2 separate regions of the Zea mays genome follow, and region 2 is linked to region 1. A link is a contact called in public Hi-C data. All regions are on one chromosome and are shown on one strand. Each heading gives the region's core, a stretch centred on a gene start, on an enhancer-like site or on the middle of the called end of the contact. The rest is flanking DNA. Distances are from core to core; before and after follow the strand shown.

Region 1 (3,383 bases), core at 827-3,326:
ACTCACACAGACTCCCAAGGAATTCTTCAACACCATATACATATATGGTGAGAGCAATTGCAAGATTGATACTATAAACACGATCTTATACAGAAACAACAAGAAGGTAAGGACATAGAGTAGCAACTGAAATCTATAAACAATGAGACTCTGATGTTACTAATGCATTACATCACATAACTAAAGCAAGATGTTGGCTACTAATTAGGTGAACAAACACTCAACCAGCACTAGAAAAAAAACATTTGACCAGTGCTAGATCTACAGGGGGGGTGCAGTAGCAGACTAAGGCCGTATGCACAAGAATCTACCAGATTCTTTAGCAATAAAATGAATACACATGTATCTATAATTCTATATCTGTGTATCACTGTATCCAGAAAATAGCCAGCTGAACGCTAGACTAGCAAAATGATTAGTATACGATGCACTACGATTCATAGAAATGCCATGTTTGTTTCACGGCTTTCTTTGCATTGAGTCAAGTGACCAACAAGGCAAACAACCATAACAAATATTTTTAAGGATCAATTTGTTCAGTCCTTCAAATCACTGTTATGCAATCAAATGACTCAAACTGCACTCAAGAGTGAACACGGTTTTTCAATTCAGTGGTGATTAGCATCAGTGTGGATTTCTATGAGACACTAAATAATCTTAAGACGCAGTTTCCATTAGTAGGCCCTATCATATTAACAATTACAGAGTACAATAGTTTTAAGCAAGGCTAATAATACAACTCGTTCTATTTAGTAGTTAGCTACTCTAAGGCCCACTTGTTTGTCTCACGTATTTTCTTTTCTTGTGCATAAGCTGACGGTAAACTTAGGGCCCGTTTCTCTTCTCTCCCCCCTTTCTCCTACTCGGCACACATCCCACTTATAATCTATGTAAGAAGTTCACCCCCAACAACAGTAACAGTGTAACAGTAACGGATGCAGCTATCACTATCAGATTTCCGAAAGAAAAAAAAAATGCATGCAGCATGCTTCTGCTTCTAGAGATATAAGCACTAGGCAGGCACATGCACCGATTCATCTATCTGGAACAAAATTTAAAAGGCTCAGAGCCAAAACGAATATCTGATATAACAGCGGGATTTATTAGACTGGTAACATCTTAATGTAAAACCAGCATGCATCTGCACTGCATGATCAAGCATTCAAGCGCGCCGTTGTTACCTGTAACTGCGATTGCACAAGATAAGAGCCGAGTTTCTTCGCCGATGGATCGTTGGGCTTGCTTCCGGACGAGAGCGATAGCGACTTGACGATGGGAAGGAAAACACCTCCAGCCCTGGCCGTGGTGCTGGGCATGGCAGGGGAGATGAGAGCCTCGCTGATGGCAAGCCCATAGGATAGGCCCAAAGTGCTGCGCCCCAGCCATTTGACGAAGTACGTGGCGACGCGGTCGCCGAGTCCGGTTTTGACAAAGCCGCGCGCGAAGAAGAAGGATATGACGATGAGCCAGATGACTTCGTTAGTGAACGCCCCGAACGCGGCGGTGAAGGGGAGCGTGCGGGTGGCGACGGTGGCTGTGAGGCCAAGGAACGCCCACGCACCGACGGGGAGCGGGCCGAGGACGAGCCCCGCGATGGTGGAGAGGAAGATGGAGAGGAGCTGCCAGGCCTCTGGGGTTACCTCGGCCGGCCGCGGCACGAGGAAGCGGACGGCGAGGCCGGCGGCAAGCGAGAGAAAGAGGGGCAGCGGTTTAGCACCGCCAGATGCCGCCGACGCCGCCGGCTTAGAGCTCGCTTGAGAGGCCGATGCGGAGGCGAGGAGCGGGGGCAGGTGGCGGCGAGGGATAGGTGAGAGGTGGGAGGCGATGGGGGGTGAGAGGGAGAGGGGATTGGGGTAAGAGTGGAGGTGGAGGTGCAGATGGCGGCGGCGGAGGTGGCTATGGGAGGTCGGGAGAGGGAGAGCCGGTCGGTGGGTGACGGCGAGCCGGAGGCTCTCCATTGGTGGCGGCGGCGGCGGCGGCGGCGAGCGCTACGGGCACTGGTGGCGGCGGAGAGCAACGACAGGTAAGATTTGTTTTTGTTTGTTTTGTTTTTATAAAACGGGGAGCTGGAGAGGCGTGATCTGTCACTGTCAGGCTGCTCTTGACAGCAGGGGTAGTGTACTAGTGGGACCAGTTTCTCTACTGTACTGTACAATTGTACGTATGTGCGGATCTCCTTCGGTTTGATGACAGATCATCGCAACCAGTTTTGTTTCAGGAATCGGCGGGGTGGACCCCATCGGCAGTGAGAAGGAAGATTGGGATCGTCAGGTGTGGCTGTATGGTTCAGATGTTGATATGGGCGGAATCTACGGTATTGCCTATGACATGACGTGCATCAGTGCCCACGTCATATGTCTCGTGGTCACCGTCTCTACCCGTTCGGGTACTCCTCTGTTCCTCACGCCTTGTTTCGGGTATTCTCTCGCTAGCTCTAGAAAATTTAATAGACGTGGTAAAATAGTTGTGTTTGGAGCAAAAATTAAGAGAAAAAATCTAACCACAGTCAGCTAAACAATCTAACTCCAACATTACAAACACCATAAAGTTTTGAGAGATAAAAGTAACAATGATTTGGAGTAGCTCCTTTACTGCTATAAAATTCTTAAAAACGACATATATTGTTTTCTCATAGCCAATACCAATGGCGGGTACATTCTAAATTCTTCATGTGCATAATCTTATTATATATAAAGCAAGTTCAAGTTATTATGTATAAAGCAAGGTCAGATTGATCTTCATTACATTCATTTAGAGCTACTACATCTAAAGTTTTGAAGCAGAACTGCTATAGAGTGGAGAAAAGCTATACCAAACATCCTATAGGCAATGGCCCTTAACACCCACTCCAACCATCAATCACATTACCGATCGCACTATCGAACATCGTAAGCTCACCTCAACATCACATCGCTTTTTTACAGATTTATATTGCAAATGAAACATTGTTGAATATATAAATAAGCAAATAAAAATTACATAGTTCATAAAAAGATTTAAAAATACGATACTTGAAAATAAATAATTCATGCTATATGAGAAAAATAAAAATTGAATTACTTAAAAATTACACAATTCATAAAACAAATAAAAATTGCATCACTTAAATAATTAAAATTGAATAACTCATACAAATAAAAATCTAACTTCCGTGATGCAGATCCCAAATCTAATTGTTGTAGGGAAGTAATGTATTTCTGGTGAGGAGAGAAACCGCAACACAAAATTGAGGGCATGTGCCTTACAATTGATATTTCAAACCCAAGTGAAGCAGCCCTATCAACTAAGATATCATCCACATTTTCGTTAAAATGTAACTCCTACCTACCTCTAGCAATTAACTCACCAGAGAATGCTCGATCACTGAATATCACACACTCGCT
Region 2 (3,377 bases), core at 848-3,347, 190 kb after region 1:
GACCATCCGTTCTGTAAGTATTTGTTGATCCTACCTAATTGATGCTTATAGTATGTATAACTATATTATATAAATGTTACATCCATTGTGCTATATTTGATTTCTTGATCGCTATATTATGATATAAAAATTGCTAGAGTACAACTGATTAACAGTTGACTGCCTTTGTCTCTATGTTCTTTTTGTTATGTATTTGGTAACTAAGGATGGCATAAGTGAGGGTCGGTTCAAACAAATTTTGGAGAAAGCAATCCCAGCGATAGAAAAGGTAAAGTGACGTGAGGGCAAATTGTGCTGACCATTATCATATTATGTTAGAACTTTTGAGCTATTGTATCTCAAGTACATTTGATTCTTTATATGAGTTTTTAAATAAGTTGTACTTATCCAAACTTGCTTCACTTAATCTTATCTATCAAATTCCCATGTACAATTACATACTCCATTTGTTTATGAATGTATGTCGTTTTGGATGTGAATACGCTTCATGGGGCAACTCTAGCAGTGTGGCTACTACTAGCTAACTAGCATTATATGTTGATGAACACTATGCAAATAATGTATGAGGGAGTATATTTTTTATGATGGACATATTCATTTTACTTTTATTTGGTTAGTCTTGGTTATTGTTCATATGTTATAGCCAAATTTAAACTTCTCAATATCACGTACCCAAATCAACATACATTATAAAACCGAGTTTAAGAGTTAGCACATGTTCCACTGTTTCTACCATCGTCCAGTTTTCACTATTTCCATCATCAATACTTTTGTAAATTTTTTTTATATATTTCCATGTAATTAACATGCAGTTCAATTGTTGTGCACTAACATTTATTGAATAATTTGTACGCCGTCGCAACGCACGTGCACTCACCTAGTAGAAAAAATAAGAGTAATCAGAGTAGAACAACAAAAGGTGAGACATGATCAAGAAAAATATAGAGTGATTTAGAGTAAGGTAAGTAGATAAGGAGTTTATCTAGTTCTATCTAGATTTTGTCCTATAGTCAACATTCGTCCTATATCACGCTTAGCACGTGTTCCAATCTATCAATGATAGGTGGGTGTCGCCCCGACTATGTTTCAAAAAAAAGAATTAGACACCTTACAACTTATTTATTTTGCGTATGTATAACGAAGCATTTGTGGCAACTGACGATGATGTACAAAAAACACTTACATATTGTTCAGAAAAAAGAAAGAGAAAGCGATTATAAGACCACACTTGCATTCTATAGACAATAACATAGGTAATAAGTGAGAAAGAAGGATATCAAGGCCAAGCAGCGGTATTGCCTAGTGAGGCTTTGTTTTTTCTGGATTGGGTGGTCGGAACGATTCCTAGTAAGATTATTTCACTAATATATAAGATTTGATCAGCTAGATTGATTCTGAGTATAATCTTAGATAAACAAACAAGGTCTTAGGGCCTGTTTGTTTACCCCTAGATTATATAATCTGGATTAAATAATCCTAAGAGGCAAACAAACAGTCCAGCTTATTTGCCCAGATTATATAATCTAACCCCTTTGATTATGATAATCCATAAGCAAGTGAGGAGGTGCTTATTTCAGATTATTTTTTTCCCGCTTCCCCACTACCCTTTCAAGTTTCCTAGAAATTACCCACCATTGCCATTATAATCCACCGAATCGTTTTTGCGCCTAGTACTAGTCAATTTGGAGATGAAGAAGGTGACATGAATGTCTTCCGTGATAATATTGCTAATGCAATATTTGCCAATGTCAATTGAATTATTTTTTTTCATATATGAGTTTCAACCTAGTACAAATATAGAGGGCATTCTTGTCTTCCTCATACAAAAGAATCCTATTAACAACTCAAATAATCTGGGTAAACAAACAGAACTACTCAGATTATATAATCCAGATTATATAATCCTCCAAAAATAATCCAGATTATATAATCCATGGGGTAAACAAACAGACCCTTAAGTTATCTATCTTTAACAGATTACCTATTTCACTTTCTATTCTAAACTATACTTTTATAAATAGTGTTGTCTATACCGAATTTTACTTTATAAATAGTTACAAAATAGTGTTTTGCGCCTATTTACATGGTCTGGTTTGTTAGTTGGTCGCCCCGACCGTGAACGTGAAGCAGCGAAGCGTCCCGGCAAAGGCACCCGGTGGCCGCGTCCAGCGCCTACCGTTTCCGGGGGGGCTCCTCGCCTCCTCTTCCCCCGTCCACCCATTCTCCTGGCCGCTCTTCCCCTTCGTCGTCGCACTCCGCTAGCTCACCTCCTCGTCCCCATATAAACCATATCCCTCTCCGGGCCCCGCGCAGCCGCCGGCGACAAGCGCGCAGGAGCAGCAGTTGTCGCGCCTCACTGATGGCGACCGCCGTGGCGTCGCAGCCGTGCCACCTTCCCCTCAGCGCCGGCGGAGATCCCAGGTGCGCGGCCAGGTTCGTTTGCTTTCCCGCTTACGCTTCTTGTGCGGTGCCACGATTCGGCGTTTGACCGTTCGCTCGTGAGCGGATGGATTGGACGGATGTTTTGGTTGTAATCGTGGGGTTGGTTCAATTGATCGTGGAATTGCGCGCGTGCATCGGCGCTGCGCAGCTGGAGAACCGTGTGAATCTAGCATTTCGGTGGTCTCAGATACCAGAGCTTCCAAACGGGGAGTCTATTACCCTGTTTGGGTTGTTGGAAAAGCGGCTTATCCGATAAGCCCATAAGCCGATAAAAAACAGCTTCTACTTATTGGCCGTTTTTAGTTCATTGTGAGAAGCAGCTGAGCTGAACTGATAAGCTACTTCATGTTTGGCACAGCTTCTATTTAAACCTGTGTAGAACCTGTGCCAAACAGAGCCCTTGTCTGAAACGAACTTCACATACTCTCTTAGGTTTCTGTCTGATTCATTGAAGTTTTAATCTTCGAGTGGCGTCACTTCATACATATCCTACCAGATTTGTTCTCACTTAGGGCTGTCCCTGTCTGAATAGTAGCTTGCCTATGACATTGATTTATTGGGCTAGTCCATGCGAGTCCTGCGATTATCAATTGACTATACTAGAAGATAGCCCGAGCATTGCTGGGAAATCGCTAATGAATTTTAGTGGATATTATGGTATTGCTGATATGAACAAATAAATGTATGTTAGTGGATGATGTAGCTTGCATGAAGTGATAGCGCCATAATTGCATGCTCTAGTGGGTTGTTGATGTGGATGACTTGCATGTGGACATGGAATTATAGTTTCATTTAGGATTATAAGATATATAGAAAATATAGATCTTAAGAGTTTCTGATCGTGGTACAGCTAAATTCTAGTGATTTTTTTCAGATTTGTAATGTTGGTTCAAGTGGTTTATGTTTGCAGCACTTCGAATGTTCATACTCTGGAG

The links. A called contact is a pair of places that touch in the nucleus more often than the background predicts.
Region 2: a Hi-C map of ear shows a contact between it and region 1, with 4 times the contacts expected there. The contact joins the promoter of LOC103641321 here to the promoter of LOC541644 in region 1. A contact is called at or near these places in 8 of 25 Hi-C or Micro-C datasets (bundle sheath, ear, endosperm and 4 more).

What each region holds. Positions count from the first base shown.
Region 1 is chr1:185,951,037-185,954,419 of Zm-B73-REFERENCE-NAM-5.0, forward strand. It overlaps LOC541644 (plastidic general dicarboxylate transporter), which reads right to left and starts at 2,077. Exons shown (of 4, transcript NM_001111399.2): 1 at 1,182-2,077. The coding sequence starts at 1,958.
Region 2 is chr1:186,145,452-186,148,828 of Zm-B73-REFERENCE-NAM-5.0, forward strand. LOC103641321 (LETM1-like protein) reads left to right here and starts at 2,098. Exons shown (of 14, transcript XM_035964184.1): 1 at 2,098-2,433; 2 at 3,353-3,377. The coding sequence starts at 2,360.